Linked DNA regions of Mus musculus: regions 1, 3, 4, 5 and 6 are each linked to region 2. The links are chromatin contacts, called in public promoter capture Hi-C maps. All regions are on one chromosome and are shown on one strand. Each heading gives the region's core, a stretch centred on a gene start, on an enhancer-like site or on the middle of the called end of the contact. The rest is flanking DNA. Distances are from core to core; before and after follow the strand shown.

The links. Promoter capture Hi-C pulls out the DNA fragments that hold promoters and counts their contacts.
Region 1: a promoter capture Hi-C map of pre-B cells shows a contact between it and region 2, with 2.8 times the contacts expected there. The contact joins the promoter of Aph1b here to the promoter of Dennd4a in region 2. A contact is called at or near these places in 2 of 39 promoter capture datasets (neutrophils and pre-B cells).
Region 3: a contact with region 2 is called in a promoter capture Hi-C map of erythroid cells, with 14 times the contacts expected there. The contact joins the promoter of Fem1b here to the promoter of Dennd4a in region 2. A contact is called at or near these places in 1 of 39 promoter capture datasets (erythroid cells) and 1 of 115 datasets of contacts at active chromatin or transcription factors (thymic regulatory T cells).
Region 4: a promoter capture Hi-C map of liver shows a contact between it and region 2, with 4 times the contacts expected there. The contact joins the promoter of Iqch here to the promoter of Dennd4a in region 2. A contact is called at or near these places in 3 of 39 promoter capture datasets (erythroid cells, liver and pre-B cells).
Region 5: a contact with region 2 is called in a promoter capture Hi-C map of liver, with 7 times the contacts expected there. The contact joins the promoter of Smad3 here to the promoter of Dennd4a in region 2. A contact is called at or near these places in 3 of 39 promoter capture datasets (cranial neural crest, liver and second pharyngeal arch cranial neural crest) and 1 of 484 Hi-C or Micro-C datasets (B cells).
Region 6: a contact with region 2 is called in a promoter capture Hi-C map of erythroid cells, with 11 times the contacts expected there. The contact joins the promoter of Trip4 here to the promoter of Dennd4a in region 2.

Annotation. Positions count from the first base shown.
Region 1 is chr9:66,794,093-66,796,792 of GRCm38.p6, forward strand. It overlaps Aph1b (aph1 homolog B, gamma secretase subunit), which reads right to left and starts at 1,331. Exons shown (of 6, transcript NM_177583.4): 1 at 1,161-1,331; 2 at 1-148. The coding sequence starts at 1,273.
Region 2 is chr9:64,809,579-64,812,293 of GRCm38.p6, forward strand. Dennd4a (DENN/MADD domain containing 4A) reads left to right here and starts at 1,433. Exons shown (of 35, transcript NM_001162917.1): 1 at 1,433-1,442; 2 at 1,762-2,008. Gm36459 (a long non-coding RNA gene) reads right to left here and starts at 1,837. Exons shown (of 3, transcript XR_379559.2): 1 at 1,749-1,837; 2 at 1,368-1,524.
Region 3 is chr9:62,810,223-62,812,922 of GRCm38.p6, forward strand. It overlaps Fem1b (fem 1 homolog b), which reads right to left and starts at 1,426. Exons shown (of 2, transcript NM_010193.4): 1 at 836-1,426. The coding sequence starts at 1,083.
Region 4 is chr9:63,601,099-63,603,798 of GRCm38.p6, forward strand. It overlaps Iqch (IQ motif containing H), which reads right to left and starts at 1,395. Exons shown (of 22, transcript NM_001311098.1): 1 at 1,269-1,395. The coding sequence starts at 1,319. It overlaps Aagab (alpha- and gamma-adaptin binding protein), which reads left to right and starts at 1,548. Exons shown (of 10, transcript NM_025857.3): 1 at 1,548-1,673. The coding sequence starts at 1,601.
Region 5 is chr9:63,756,551-63,759,250 of GRCm38.p6, forward strand. It overlaps Smad3 (SMAD family member 3), which reads right to left and starts at 1,444. Exons shown (of 9, transcript NM_016769.4): 1 at 922-1,444. The coding sequence starts at 1,127.
Region 6 is chr9:65,907,400-65,910,099 of GRCm38.p6, forward strand. Trip4 (thyroid hormone receptor interactor 4) reads right to left here and starts at 1,395. Exons shown (of 14, transcript NM_001357872.1): 1 at 1,040-1,395. Csnk1g1 (casein kinase 1, gamma 1) reads left to right here and starts at 1,611. Exons shown (of 14, transcript NM_173185.2): 1 at 1,611-1,769.

The DNA.
Region 1 (2,700 bases), core at 81-2,580, 2.0 Mb after region 2:
CCTGAACAGCTCTTGGATACAGACAGAGAGCAACACTCCGAAGATGAGCAGGTAATTCTGTACTGGTCCATCTCTGTTGTCAGTAATGACTCTCACTAGGAACCAAAAAACGGATGACAGCAGGAGAGACACCAACCAGAAGAAAGCACTGGAACGTAGAAGGAAAAAAAAAATCACAAGTTAACAGAAGCACAGGCTTAATAATGACTTTAAATCAAACCTGCTTGAGCTACAAATCATTTTTAGTAAACAATCCTCACAAAGTGATGTTTTAGATCAGAATTTTTTTTTTCTCCTAGTGAGACAAATAGTCCAAGAGGAACGTCAGATGTGCTTAACAAGAACGATTCAGTGACCCTGTCGCGTGCACGCTAGGGCACTATCTGTCAAGGACTAAGAGGCACTTGGTTGCTGACTATTTTTCCTAAGAGATGCTTTGTGTGCTATAGAAATATACAACCAGTGACAGTTGCAAATTTCATATCCTCAAAATTCACCAGAAAATATAAGTTTAATGGTTAGATATTGTCAAGTGTCTTTTTCTAAAAGAAAATGAATACCTAACGCCTGCATTAATATAATGGAAAGTTCAGAAGCTGCAAACTTCGGGCAGGTGCAGCGAGACCAAGACCACGTTCACCAGCAGAGTTCCGGTATTTACCAAGCTCCCAGGAGGACATGCCGCCTGGTCAGTTGTTACTGTGTTTTCTCGAACTTTCCTCCTTGACTGCACCCAAACCATTACCCAGGAGTCTACAAAGAAAATCTGAGCCTGAATAGTCTGCACAGACATTCTGAGTCCGAGGATTGATGTGAGGGTGGGGGGCAGGGAATAAACATCTGATCTCCAGGTGACTTTAATGGCAGAGAGTAGTGATAACGACTCTTCGATGCTGCTCAGCACTGAGGGAAATGAGAGATTCCTACAGAAAGACAAAGGCTTCATGCAGGAATCTATCTGCTTGTTCCCACACTCAGCCAACAGAAGCCAAGGGGCGCCTGCTTAGCCTACGGGCCTGCTCTTCTCAGACCCTCCCAGGAACAGTTCCAGCCCTGGACCGCACCACAAGCTGGAGCCCCTGGGAGATGGGGATCCCGGGGTCGTGGGAACCCAGGAGAGGGAGGGAACCCGCGGCGTCCGGGACACAGCGCAGCCTCACCCGGCGATGAGGAAGATGACTCGCAAAGGGTCGGTGGCGATGGTGAAGACATAAAGAGCGAGCGCGGGCCCGAAGGCGATGAAGGCGCAACCAAAGAACACCGCAGCCGTCATGACGACCTCGGGAGCCAGTCGCGGGGGCCCGAGGGCCCTGCAGTGCCCAATGGACAGCGGGTCCTGGATACGGGGCGGGGCTGGGTGGCGAGGCTCCGGTGCTCCGTCAGAGCAGTGGACGAGGCGGAGCCCGTGAGGCGGGGTCTGGAGATGCCGAGGGCGGGACGGGGCTCGAGAGGCGGAGCCTTCGGTGCCCTAGTCAAAGAGGCAACAGGAGGGAGCTTCGGGAGGCCAGGCCTGGAAGAGTTCCATAGCCTATCAGAGTGGACGGCAGAGCGAGGGTTGGCATGCAGGACCTCGAGGTCCTCTAGTCACACGGGACAAGGCAGGGTTCGGGAGTTGGGGCCTGAGCTGCTCCTTGGCCTGTAAAAGCGGGTTGCTGGGCGGAGCTCGGCAGGGGACTCGAGGTGCTCCGAGGGCAGAGGAGGGGCGTGGCTTCGGAGCACAGATCCTGTCAGAACAGGGAACGGAGGTCGGAAGGCGGAGAGCCTGGAGGAGTCCCACGCCCAGTCAAACCGGAGCCAGGTCGGAGCCTGGGAGGCGGGGCTTTGAGTCGCTCCCAGACCTGTCAGCGCCTGCAGAGCGAGCTCAGAGCGCCGCCCTACTCCAGCCAGAGCAAGCTCAGAGTGCCGCCCTACTCCAGCCAAAGCGAGCCGAAGTTCTGGAGACCTGGTAATGTAGTGGGCGGGGCTCCGAGGTGTTATAAGTGTAGTCAGAGTCAGCCGCTCCAGACATTAGGCCTAGGGTTTGTCCCTGCTCAGTTACTGATGGAGTTTTGTTCATCACCTTGAGCCCCACTGTTCCTAGGCTTAGCTTTTATACCTGGATTACATGCTGATGGAGAAAGAATATAGAGGTGAAAGCTGTAATACTTGACATATATATTACAAAACCTGATGCATAGAGAAATGCCAGAATCCATGTAAAAAACACATAGAATTCTTCCCACCCAGAGAGCAGCCTTTCCCGGTCACATATCAGTAGGGCTATGAAGGGTTATGCCAGATGAAGAGGTTTCTGGTCATCACAAACCAGAGAAAATTCCAGAGCAACCAGCAGAATCTTCATCTTCCTAGTTCTTGTCTTCCCTCATCTCCAGAAGTTAGAAGTGGGTCAGTTGTTAGAAATAAACTGACTTGACTTCACTCTTTAATTAGGTTCACTCTAATAAGGTTCTTTTAGCCCGATGAGTGGAAAACTAATTATTGTTCTTTAAGAGACCTTGGTGAAATGTTTACGGTCCTAGGTGTTAGGGATAGTGTGTTTGATCTTGTGTCATTTATGAGTGGGTTTGCTTTTAAATGAAGCTTAGGTTGAACTGGATGAACCTAGTACATAGACGGGCAGAGTCCACATGCAGCATTGCTAGGACAACAACATTTTTCTATTCTCCTATGCCTTGTTCCTATCTACTTATTAACACCAAG
Region 2 (2,715 bases), core at 183-2,682:
ACTTGGGAGGCAGAGGCAGGCGGGTTTCTGAGTTTGAGGCCAGTCTGGTCTACAGAGTGAGTTCCAGGACAGCCAGGACTGAACAGAGAAACCCTGTCCCGGAAAAGCAAAACAAAAAAAAAAAAAGGGGGGGGGGAGGGTGTGGGGATCAACAATGGTATTATTTAATAATTTTCAGTGAAATTAGTGTATTTTTATCTACACAATATAATGTGATGCCCACACATTTTTTAAACAATTTGAACTATATTTGGTGAACTCAGTGTTGAAGAGACTCAAACTTAGATTTAAAAAAAAAAAAACAAACCCTCTCAATCAGGTTCTCTGGTCCATATGTTGTCTAGAATATAAATATAGATGCCATTCTTCAAGTACCACTCACTGTTCCCAGCTGCTTTGTTCCCTACTTGCCATTCAGTGGCTTCGGCCTGCAGTTAGAATTAAGGATAGTCTTGTATTTCTAGGCCCTATACAACGGAGCTCTCAACTCCCTCTCTAATCTAATGGAAGGCTTCTCCAGGCAAAATACATTTCTCATCAACACAGATTCCTCGCAGTTCTAAAAGCCAAGCTCCTCCCTATTGCAGGTTCTCTGCATGATCTTTTTGCTTTACTCAATTCTCTGGGGCCTTTCTTCCATTACTGGCTTCTTCCTGCACTTCAGAGAGGCACAGCCTTGATCACTCTGGTTTCAAAAACCACCCTGTTATCTGCTACCTAGAATTCTTCCTAGAACTTTTATGTTTCTTCTCCAAGCATTAAATATATTTGGTTGTTGTTGTTGTTGTTGTTGTTGTTGAGCTTCTCCCACTAGACCTCAACTCCCTCAAAGCAGACCTTTTCTGGTTCCCTGACTGTTGTGTGTCAGCCCTGCTGGGTTTTCCAACAATATTGTCTGGATGAATGAGTCCAAGAGAAGGAGTGGAGGTATAAAATAAAACTGTAATCTCGGTTGGCAATAAAGATGAAGCCTGTTTTGCATAGATTAACTTCAACCTAGAGGAATTTTTTTTTAAAAGGTCCTATTTCTTCCTTCATTTGTTCATAGAATTCCAGCTAACATTATTCAATACTTTTTAGGCATACACTTTACATTTCTGAGTAACTCTGTAGAGGTAATCAACCTTTATTATCCACATTTTTCAAAGGCATCTTGCCAATAGCCATTAACAGTAGACCTGCAGTCTAGTTTAAGTAGGCCATATCCAATTAATCAATGTAATGGACACCCTTTCAATCAACAATAGCTGTTTTATCAACGCGCTTTTCAGAGAACCCCTCTGAATTCCCCCTTTTCCCTGACCTCTGTCTCGGGACTGAAAGCTACTGGTGGTTGCTAACCGCTTAGGGGGTTTTCTGCAGAATACCAGTGACTTTGGTGGGCGGATCTCAGCTCAGACCACTGCACCAAGCAGCAGTGCCGGGAAGGAAGAAGCAGGTCTGTTGGCCATAGCTGGATGCTTGTGAAAGAGGAAGGTACAGTGCGCCTTGTTCTTACTCGCCAGGGGCTCGGAATCTCCCAACCTGAAGGGGAACCACGACGCGTTTCCCCAGCTACACTCGCCGTCACCAGCCAGCCCGGCCCCACCCCGCCCACAGCCCCACCCAGCGGCCCGCCCACTTGCGGGACCCTTGTTAGTCCCCTCCCCCCACGACCCACCCCCTAGCTCGGCCCATTCCTGCCCCTCGGGTCAGATTCGGCCTGTGATTGGTTTTTGTTGCCATAGTCCCCGCCCCCATGTCTTTACCGTCACTCCCAAGATGGCGCCGGCCGCGGCGGGTTCGGCGGCTGGTGCTGAGGAAGGAGGCGGAGGCTTTGGCGACCGCGCGGGGAGGGGGAGTCCCGTCTGACTGAGACGGCTGGGCGGAGCGCCGGGCCGGGAGATGAGCTAAGCTGGCTGCAAGCGCCGCGACATTCAGCCCCCTCGTGTCCCGCCCGCCGCGCATGAGGGGATCAGACTCTGCATCTCAGGCTCTTCCCGGTGCTCGCGCGGGGGCCGGCGGGGAGGTGAGTGGCGGGGGCGGCGGCGTGGGCATCGGTGGCATAGGGAGCTGTCACGGCCCTGAGGAGGTGACTGGCAGGGGGACGCCGAGCCGGGTGATAGGACTTGGAGGGCCGCTAGGCGCGGGCAGCTGCTAGGAGGGGCTCTGGCCGTCCCGGAGGATGGCGAGATGCTGTCGATGGCGTTCGCGCGCCTCCGTGTGGGAACGAGCGCGGGACACCGGGGGGGTCCCTCCGGACTGGCCATTTGGTGCTGGCCTGGGGCTGTTGTTGTTGGGGTGATGGGGCGGGGGCGGACGGTGGGGAGGTCCTGAAGCTGGGATTTTGACAAGCTCGTTACGTAAGGTTGCTTCCCGGAATCCCACCTGCTCTGGGTTTCAAACCCGCGGCGGGGGCTGCTTTCCCGCGGCTGTTCAGTCCAGATGCCGGGGCCCGGCTGGGGCTCAGGTTCCACGTGAGCCCGGCCAGCGTCCAAGTTGACCAGTGTGTGTGTGTGTGTGTGTGTGTGTGTGTGTGTGTGTGTGTGTGTGTGTGTCTGTGCACACGCGCGCGCAATTCTTGGTCATCACCACTCCTTTTGAAGTTTATCTCTTTCTAGAGGGGAAAGACGAAGGAGGGGGCAGGGGGAGAAGGGGCAAAAAAGCTTGTGACCTAGAATTGGGTCGCAGCGACATCTCTTTTATGGTGCTTTTAAATGACAGGACGTAAAGGGA
Region 3 (2,700 bases), core at 176-2,675, 2.0 Mb before region 2:
ATGTAAACAAAGCAAACTGAATACAGCTATATTATGCCAATCATTCCGCAATCGTTCAGCACAGGAAAAAAAAAAAAGGTATCAAACGTGACGACTCTGTTATCTTCCTCCGCCCCCCAAAAATATGTACAATTAACCTCAAATGAAAAAAAATATTAGAATAATAGTAAATAGTAAATTTTTGAACAATGTTAAGTGTTTGTGAAACCTTCCCACTGTATCACCCTATACATGTAATTTAGCAATGGCGTAACTTCTACGCCAGGCCCAGAGCCACCTGTACAGCCAAAAATATTGGCCAGCATTGTGGGAGAGTCAGAACCGTGCCTAGAGATGCCCAGCTGCATGACAAGATTCTAGGGGCTTATTTTAACAGATAGTCCCACGACCTGCTTGAGGCTCGATCCGACCACGGGAGGGGGGGAGCGGGAGGAGAAGGGATATGGAGAGGTTAAATGAAGCATCAAAAGGTCCTCAATTTTAATTGTTGATCTCGTTAATTTCCGATCTAGGTTACTACGCCAGTGCTGATATAAAGATACAAAAACCTAGATGGGCAGCCACCACTCCGACAGTGCGTGTTCGCTGACTAATGAAGACTATAGATCTCAAGACCCAGGGTGTGGCTACCACCTACAGGGGGAAAAGGGTAGGAGTCGATAAGAAAAGGCAGCAAAGCATAGCTCTGGGAGACGAGGTGGGCATCAATGGGGGTGAAGGGATATGAAAAAGAACTGAGTCCACACATGAAAACAGGGTTAATGAAGGATGAGAGGATCCAGGGCTTGGGAGGCCCGCGCGCGTCGGAGGGAGGATGGAGTTGGGATGTACCTACCCGTCGAAGCGGACGGTGCCGGTCTGCTGGGTCTGCACACGGTAGTGTTCTAACAGCAAGCGCACCACCTTGGCGTGCCCATTGCGGGCTGCGATGATGAGGGGTGTGGAGCGCTGTCCTCCCTGCTGACTGACATAGCCCAGCAGGTAGCGGATATCGCTCTCTGACCGGTTAAGGAGCAAGGCAGCCAGAGTGAGCACCTTGCCCTCGCTGGCCGCCTTGTACACATAGCCAGCCAGGCCCTCCATGGCCGCCGCCAACTCCAACACCCGTTTGGTCGCCACCGCTGCTGCTGCCTTGCGCCCCCGGAGGCCGCGTCCACCAGCACTTCAGACCCGGGCCCTCACAGCCCATTCAACAGGGCGCCGCCGCCGTGTCCAGGCAGCAGCGCGACCCAGGGAGGGCGGAGACGCAGAGGTGGCCGAGCACCGCCGGAGGCACAAGTGGGACCCGGCCCGGGCGGGGAGAAGGACGGTCAGGGCCGCCCCCGAGGCCCCAGGCACCGGCCCTGGGCCGAGGGGATCTCCATGGCGGCCGCCGCCCCGGGTCTCAGGCCGCCTCCTTCCTGCGGGCTGCGACAGGCGCGCGCCCGAGCTACGGGTCGCCGCTGGGGTCTCGAGAGGCCCGCGCACGCCCTGGATAGCGAGCGATGTGCACGCCTGCCCGCGCCGGGCCGGAGGGTCTGGAACGGCCTCCACTTAGCTCCTCGCCGCAGGAAAACCGCGGGCACTCGCCCACCGGCGATCGAAAGGGTCCGCTGGCGAGCGGGGCTCCCGTGAGCCGCGCGTGGGTGTTCGCGGACCGCGCCGGCAGCACCAGCACCGGAACTTAGGGCGGGAGGAAAGCAGCCGCCGCAGACGGAGCCGAAGGGAGGGAGGGAAGGCAGGAGTGGGAGGGACGCTTAAGTAGGTATTGCTTCCTAAACCGACCGGCGGGCAAACGAGGCTATCCTAAAGAAAGGTTCCGCTGTGCGCAGTTAGCTGAGCTCTGATGCGGGTTTGAAAGTCCCTAGTGCCCTTGACGCAAGTAGCCATCTCGCCCCCACAGGACCCTAGGATGCTTAGTCAAGGCTGGGGGCGGAGAGAAGGCTACTGAATCTACGGGCTAGAAAGCACATCCAGTTTTATGATTATTACTGTGGGATACTGTCTGCCAGTGATTCACGCGCGGGGGCGCGAGGTGGGGGCCACAGGAAAAGGGGAAAGAGCACCCAAAAGATCCATTTTTGAATAAGGGCTATTATGAGCCTCCGAAATTTGGGAGGGCGAGAGCCGCTTCACTGAAAAGCAACTGAAAGCCTCACCAGACCTCCCAGGAAAGGGGATTAAGTGTGTAAGATAAAGAGCTAAGAGGCAGCAGTCATAGCCAGATGGAACCAGTCTCTAGTCCTGACCCTGCAGAACCTCCGCTGTCTCACTTACACGTCACAGAATTGTTAGGATTTGAAAAGAGCATTTATCCAAAGAATGCTATAAGCCATTCACGTACAAGGCTTTGGTTAGCATCAGAGATTTCTTCATCTAGGCTAGGCCTTTCTCTCCTGGGGCTTGTGTGGTTGTGTGGAGAAAGCAGACAAATAAATGATGTAGAGTTGTTGGATTCATGTCATTACTATGAAACAAGGGCTATGGGTGTGGACTAGGAGACTTCGCCTGGGTGGTCAGAGAAGTCCTCTGTAACAGGTGCCTGAAACAGAGGCTGGACAATGGAAATAGTTCAAAGATCCTGAGCAGAAGACAGATGGTGAGCTCAGAACAGAAGCAGTGTGGCTGCTGACTGTAGGAAGAGTTCTAAAGGATTAAGTCAGCAGGATGCAAGTCATGTGGCCCAGTGACCTATGCAAACGGTTTGGTTTACTCTGGGAT
Region 4 (2,700 bases), core at 145-2,644, 1.2 Mb before region 2:
TCCTGTGCCGAGGACACGGAGATAAAAATTCAGAAAGAACTCACTCCCCACACCTGCCTTGTAAATTTCACCAAGGACACCCAGAAGAGAAGAACTCTTCCCAGCTCTCCTCCCAACTCTTCCCAACACCTCTCCCAATTCCTCAGCTAGCTGTTAAAAGCCCCCTACTGTCACCACTCGGGTCGAACTCCCCTGCCCTGCACTGTGGAGGGACTTCGTCCTCAGCTAGCTGATAATAAAACCTCTTGCAGTTTGCATCAGGTGTGGTTTTCTCTCGAGATGTTGGGGTGTTGGCCAGCTCATCCCGGGACTTGAGCAGAGGCCCAGCATCGGGGGTCTTACAGAACTTCTTAAAGTGAGACCATCTTAAAGGGACCCATACCTAAACACGGAAAAAAACAAAACAAAACAAAGCAAAAAAAAAAAAAAAAAAACCAAACCAACCTAGCTGTTTCAGAAAAATTGTTCAACTGTCACAAACTGAATTACACTGGAGAAGTCAAGTCTTTGAGAGCTTTCTCCCTAGATTATAAATAAGATATTTCTCCAAGTTTTCATTTTTTATGTTGTTTTGTAATCCAGGTGATCTTAAAAATATGTTTGGTAACGCACACCTTTAATCCCAGCACTTGGGAGGTAAAGGCAGGCAGATTTCTGAGTTGGAGGCCAGCCTGGTCTACAGAGTGAGTTCCAGGACAGCCAGGGCTACACAGAGAAACTCTGTCTCGAAGAAAAAAAAATTTTAAAAAAAGCTTGGGTGTGTGTTCCCAAGCAAGCAGTGACTATTGTAGGTTAAGAAGCACGGGTCCCATAGCTCACGTTCTCTTCGAACTTCTCACCACCTCCTAATGATGAATCTGTTTCTCCTTCACATCCCCAAGCCATGGATGGACTTTAAACATTTCATAATTTATTTTTAAATGGTGCCTTGAGCACCCCAGCCTGCTAGTACAGATTGATAATCCCAGTTACTCAGGAGGCTGAGGCAGGAGGATCACAAGTTCCAGGCCTGCCTGGATTGTAGAGGGTGCTCCAAGACAGTCAATGACCATCTGGGCCCGAAGTATAAGGAAGACAGGTGATGCAGCCTAGCGGTAAAGCACTTGCTTGGCGCTAGCATGTCCTGTGTTCAACCCCCAGAGCATGATGCCCTAAAGTGTAGGCGTTTCCTGCTATAGGGCCGAGAGAATAAATGGTGGTGCTTGGGATCACAGGTTTCGGGGTTCGAGGGGAGGTCTGTGCGGCCGCCAGCCCGGCCTGTTTCCCACCTGGATTAGGATGGATCCAATGGGGTCGCTGTCCTCCTGGGCCTGCGCCATGACTAAGGAGGGCAGAAGACACTAGGCTCCGGAGGTATGGCCTCCTGCGGAGCGCTCCTAGATGGTGCGGGCACCCGTCACCATAGCAACGCGGCGCGCGCGACCGGCGCGCTCCACTGGAGGAGCGGGGAAGGGGGGTGTGAGGGCCAGCCGGAGCCTCGGCTGCCCAGCGCGCGGCCCCGCCCAGCGCGCGTGCCCGGATCATCTCCCCCGCGTGCCCGCTGCAGTGGTACGGCCCAAGGCGGAAGCAGCGCCGGCGCGGAACCCGCTCTGCCGCAGCGATGGCTGCCGGTGTACCCTGCGCGCTGGTTACCAGCTGCTCCGCCACCTTCACCGGGGACCGGCTGGTGCAACGTGAGTAACCCGACGTCTGAGCCGGGCTGCAAGGCCCAGTTCAGAGCCATGGGCGCAGGGCCGGCGACCTCTCCCGGGCTCTGCCCGAGCTGGGCCCTAGGCTCCGGCTCCTCCGCAGGTCTCGGCGCCAGGCGCTTAACCTTCTGCCTGTGTAAAGTGAGGCCGGTTTCTGACCTCCCGCCTCAGGGGTGGTGGCAAGCACCCCCTAAGATGATATTCAAGACCCCGGAAATTGTGCTCTTAGACGAATGTAAGGCGCTGGAGTTGCGGTGTTGTGTTTGGGGGTTATGCCCCTGCTGCTGGGGTAGTGGTTCCTCTTGTGAACTGAAGTGCTCAGCAAAAAAACAAAAAAACAAACAAACAAAAAATGCACGCGCGTTAGTGTTCTGCCAGGATGATGGACTGACCAGAACTCCTGTGATTGTGGAGAGCTGGAATTTTAATAACTGTAGCCAGATTCTCGTGGACTGTCTCTAGTCTCCTTCTTAGCCATTTGTTGCCCACTTCTGTGTCTGACCTAATATCCTCTGACTATCAGGTAAAGTCCTTTTGGGAATAAGCAAACAGACCCCCTAGCTTCCATCAACCCAAAGGCTAAGAATTTTATCAGTTGGTGTCTGAGGCCTACAGCAAGGGCTTCCACGATGTGCTGTAATCCACCAACCTGTTGTTCCCCTCAATGTATTTTTAGAACATCCTGATATGTAGCTTTGTTGTTCCTATAAGAACACCATGGAATTGTTATTGCCACGTTGGAACATTTGACTTGAGGCACCCCTGATTCCTGTTCCCTTTTCATGATCCCTCATATTTGGCTCCAGAATAAACGCTTACTCCCTTAGAGATGAGAGCTGTGGGCGTTCTTGATTCCCTCCCCTTGATTGTGTGTGTGTGTGTAATGTACATACATGCATACTTGTGTGTACATGATATTTGTTGGGTGCCCCCTCACTTGCAGTTACATTTCTTGAGTTCTTTCTGAGGTGAAAGTTCCCCGGAAAAAAATGAGTTTGAGGTGTTACTGCAC
Region 5 (2,700 bases), core at 194-2,693, 1.1 Mb before region 2:
AGACGCGGGTATGCTCTAGAAGGCCTTGGGAGTGAAGTCACTGACCCCTTCCATCAGCCATCTGTGAGCTCCCGCCGGACTCCTCTAGCCCGATGGGAAGGATAAAGGAGGTCAGGACAGATGGCAAAGCGCTTTGGGAAAATAGGCTCTACAGGAATGCAGGGCCGATGGGAGGCCAGCCCTGGGGTGTTTTGTTATCTGCCTGGAGCTGCCTGCTCCATTCTAGGCACCCGCATACTCTGGATTAAAAAGATCGCAAATCAGCAGGGGTGGGGTGGAAAGAGGGAAAGCCCCTACTTTCTGCCACTTGTTTCTCCCGCTTCAAAGTCGGTGCTCTGCTCTCCAACTAAGTGCGTGCGTGCATGCGTGCACAGGGGGCGGGAGGCTGGCACAACCAAATCTAAAAATACTCAGTAAAAATGCTAATCCCAAAGCAAAGAAAGAGCGAAGAAGGAATCTGTCAATCAACGGGCTCCCGCTCCTCACCCACAGCTGTACCGACTGCATTCCTGTAGACGAGGAAAAGAAGTGGGGGAACAGAGCTGAAGAAAAGAAAGGGACACACGCCACCACCTCCACGAGCGCGGGGCGGGAGGCGGCGGAGGAGGAGGGGCTCGGCCGGCAGAGCCGAACAAAGCGGGGCCTCCACTTGGAGCCCGAAGCCCCGAGAGTTGGGGGGCCAAGCTCAGAAACACCCCTGCTGCCCGGAAGCAGCTGGCGACCCTTGAGGTCTAGAAGCCAAAATGCTGCACGGAAGCCAGGTCTCTGAGGCTAGGCAAATCCGAAGGTTTTGTTTGGGGTCCCTCCACCCACTCCCCGTCCCCTACAGGCGCGCGCACACACGCGCACACGCCCTCCCTCTCCACCCGGGCCGCGCTAGGGGGCTGGGCCAGTGCGCCCCCAGCCGCTCTGGGACCCCACCTGGGGATGGTAATGCACTTGGTGTTCACGTTCTGCGTGGTGATGGCCTTCTCCAGCTCGTCCAACTGCCCCGTCTTCTTGAGCTTCTTCACCAAGCTCTTGACCGCCTTCTCGCACCACTTCTCCTCCTGCCCGTTCTGCTCGCCCTTCTTCCAACCCAGCAGGCGCTTCACGATCGGGGGGGTGAAGGGCAGGATGGACGACATGGCTGGCACCGAAGGGTCACCGGCGCCCCCGGCGGGGCTGGGCGCACTGGGGACGCCGGGGGCGCTCAGAGGCAGCTCGGCCCGCGCCTCGCCCGAACTTCGCTTTTAACTCTGGAGAACTTGCCCGGGCGTCCGGGCCAGGACTGCGGCGCTGCAGCTGCGGGGATCGGGAGCACGGCGGCGCCCGAGCTGCTCCACGCGGACCGACGGACTGACGGGCAGGCCCCGGACGCGCGGGGCGGAGGCGGCGGCCGCGAGACTCCAAGTGGCAGTAGAAAGTTTGGGTTTCCGCACGGGGTAGCTGTTTGGGTGCCGCCTCCGGGAAGGAAAGTCCAACCCCCAGCCAAACTTTGCTGGCCTGGATGGCTTTGGTGCGCAGATCCCTCCGCCTCTGCAGCGCTGCTCCTCCTCCTCCTCCTCCTCTGCGATCGCCGCCTTGCAGGGCCAGCCAGGGCCGAGCAGCCGCGCTACCCGCTCCTCTCCCGCCCGCTCCCAAGTCTACGTTTCACGCAGCTCCGCGTGCAGCCTCCTTCCCAGCGCAGTCGCCGCCCCCTCGCTGCCGGGGCTCCCCGCTCCTCCCCCGCGCCCTGCTCCGGGGAGGACCCGCGGCCTTCCCCGCCCAGCGCCGCCAAGCGCGCCCACGTGGGCCACCGGGTAGGGCGGCCGCCAGCTCTGCCAAGTGCCGAGGGACCGGACTCCTGGGGACTCGCCGCCCCACAGACTCTCAGATACCGTTGCAGGAACTAGAGAGGATTAGACTCACAGGGAACAGGCACTGTCCGTCAAGGGCTGGCTGCACTCCGGAGAGGACTCGGGCGCGGTGAGGGGTTCAGAAAAGCTCCGGGCCCAGGAAGTTGGGGCACGCTGATCTCGCTCAGTGGCCAGAGCTGCTTTAGGTGGTTTTTTGTTTTGTTTTTGTTTTCCTGCTGGGTGAGATCAGAACGGCCGACTGCCTGAGACTGCGGAGGAGGGAGTTGGAAAAGGGGAGAGGGAGACTTAAAAGGAGTTAAGAGACCTCAGTGACAACTTGAACAATAGCTGGAGCCAGGGGTCCCTTGGGCCCAGTGAACCAAGCTTTTTGCAGAAAACGGGCCTCAAAGACATCTGTTGCGTTCCTGAAGGAATGAATGGGGGTGCTTTAGGATTTTTCTTTGGAGGAGGGGAGAGAATTAACATTTCAGGGTGTTACTGAAGTTCCGAAATTCGACACCAAACAAGTAAGAGAGCTTTTGTTTACAAAGCAATGAACTCGCACACACAAAGAGCAAGCCGGAGAGGACTCGAGAAGTTTATTCAAAGTTAGCCTAGGTGGGAAGCCAAGAGAACCTGACTTTGAGTAGCCCTAGGGGCTTTACTGCAGACTAGACGAATTCAGGGCTGGTTGCCCACGGTCCCTCCACGGATTTGGGGCGTTACATTAGACCCTCTGCTCCTTTATCCTGTTTCAGCCTCCCTATCAGGCTAGCCCAGATGCTTAGAGTGTGCTTGGTTTTGCGCACGCGCGAACACACACACACCTATTTCTCTCCCGTGGTGAGAAACAAGTTATTTGCAAACCAAGATCCGGTGCGCT
Region 6 (2,700 bases), core at 145-2,644, 1.1 Mb after region 2:
AAGCTTTGCAGAGTTGACTGCCTAGGATGGATCAATTTAATGCCATCCTATGAGTCTAGGAAATGAAAAGGCCTAGTGTTACTTTTCAATTACCAAAATTAGTTTTCTGTCTTAGCTGAGGTAAACAACAGTCTACTAATAATTTTGTGACCAATAAAATCGGGTCTTACAGTTGCAAGTGTATCCACTGATGTAGATGAGAAAAATTCAGAAGTTAAAGTTAAAATAGGAAAGCCGGTCCATCCCGGTAGTGAACGCTTTAAATCCCAGCACCTGGGAGAAGAGGAAGGTGGGTCTCTGAATTCAGGGCCAGCCTGGTCTACATAGACATTACCTGATCAGTCATCCAGGGCTTCAAAGTGAGATTCAGACTCAAAAAATAATACAGTCAAGTGATGGTTTTATCCCCCACCCCAGGTTTCTCTAAAAATATAATTACTATAATTATAGGGGTCGTTACAGGGGGTTATTTTGTTGGCTTTGGTCTCCACCATAGTTTTCCAGTTTTTTCAAAGAGTGAACTTATGCCTCGGGTATGTTAGGTAAAATGTTTTAAAACTGGGACTGACCATGTAGTCTAGGCCTTGGAGTTACTATCCTCGCTTTTCCTCTGGAGTCTAAGCATTACAGGTCTGCTTGTCATGTCCAGTAAATGAGTCTCCTTGCCTCCCTTCCTTTCTTCGATGCCTGGGAATCGAACTAAAGACCTTGGGCATGCCAGGCAAGTTTTGTATCACAGACCTAAATCCCCAGCCTAAATGAGGGTTTTTATGGACACCTTTCTTAGTCACCGTATAGGTATGTTGGTTTATTCTGATGGGAGGCTTAGTTGTCTTCCTACTCAAGCGAGATTACCGGCATTCTTTGTCTCCCCCAACTCCCCCGTTTTATGGAATAACAATAATAATATTACTCTGGTCAATTTTCATAGACTCAAATATAGCTAGGTTATTTCCAGGTCACACATAAAAACGTTAAATCCTTAAAAAAAAAAAAAAAAAGAAAAAAGAAAAGACAAGGTAAGACAAAACTTTCTTACCCACTTCACTGTTCGACTTCTGGAGCCGGTTCAGAACGAAATGCATGCAAAAGTCTGGTTGAAACGACAGGAAATCCACCAGAGGGAGATGCTTGCTAGACAGTGAGAAAGAAGCTCCCGCAAGGGGCCTGGAGAGGAGCTTTGGGAGGAGCTGCCGAGATGGCCCAGGATTCCAGGAGGTGTGTGTAGTTTGGAGCTGGTGTCAGAGACCAACTGATGGAAGCAGCTACGTTGGGCCTACTACCTGCTGCAGCGAAGGGTTTACCTGGCCTAACATTGTAAACTAAAGGCCTAAAAACATTTCCAAATGAGAAAACGAAGCTCCCAACCCACTTACCAACAGTCCCCGAAGAAATGGGGGGGGAAGGGGGGTATTTAAAGGCACTTCCGCTTAGCAACCCCACGCTGTTGCTAAGGAGGGGCCGCAGCATTAACGACCCGGAAGTGGTGGTCTGAATTTCACAGCGACGACAGGGGTTTGTCCTATCAGAAGAACGAGGATGCTCTGCGGCTCCAGGAGGTGGGTGGGACCTGCATTAGTACTTCCGGCTTGGCTCGGCCGCCCCTCAACTGGTCTTCCCCCTCCCCTCCGCCTCCTCCGCTCCCTCCGCTCCCTCCCGCTCCTGGGAAAGCAAAGCTGCGGCTTAAGGGGTGGTTGAGAGAAGCAGTAGGCGCCTCGGGGAGGGGACCGCGCCCGCCCCCTTGGAACACTGGAGCACCGCTGATTTAGGTAGGTACTCTGGCTTCGACTGGGTCTGGGAGACTGGAGTCTGAGATGTGTGTGTGTGTGTACGTGTGTGTGTGGGGGGGGTGGGGTGGGGGCTTTAGGAGCCCTTCGCTGGGGCGGGGCAGTGGACTCGGGAATCCCGGGTGGGGCGCGGGCCTGTCCGTGGAGGGTTGCGGGGGCGGGACAGAGGGACCAGGGTCCCTGCGTGCAAAGAGTTGCGGGTTGCGGGTTAGACCCGGTCGCAGGAGGCGCCCTTTCTGAAGCAGGGACTTCGGCCAATGCAGACCGGGAGTTTCCCACCTGGAGTGCCAGCTCCGAAAAGAAGGGGGAGCATCATCCAGGGCCGAAATCAAGGGTATAGACTTGGAGAGGTGACTGTGGTCATCCTGTGCTTCACATTGTCCGCGTCCCGGACTCTCTGTTGGGACAGAGCCGGGCTTCGAGGGCTTGTAAGGGTTTCGTGTCGGCTGGGCACCGTGGAGCCGCCCTTGGCAGAGGTAGGGCAGAAGAGTGGGTAATGAGACCTCCCTCCACCCAACTTCCGTGCGCTTCCCCCGCTTCTTCCTTTATTGCTCTCTCGGCAGGGCGCCCTATAGGAGCGTTGTCCCCTAAGTGGGTACGCATCACGTCGTAAAACAAGAGTGTGAAACTGGGTTTGTTGCCCCCGGATGATTTTTCGGATATTTGCAAAGTGCCAGAATGGCATATTCTAGCAGTCTCCCAGACCGATATGAGTCTGGTATGAATTTTCTTAGAAAATGCAATACTGGAAGGCATCTGACTATATTCAAACGTAGCCTTGTAAATGAGCATGCTTTAAAAAAACCACTAGGAAATCCATATTTAGAGGTCTAGATGAGACATGTTTAGGCAAGCCTTTTTCAACCTCTTTCTCACCTGCCAGTAATCCTTTTGTGGTTTAAACGAATTAGAA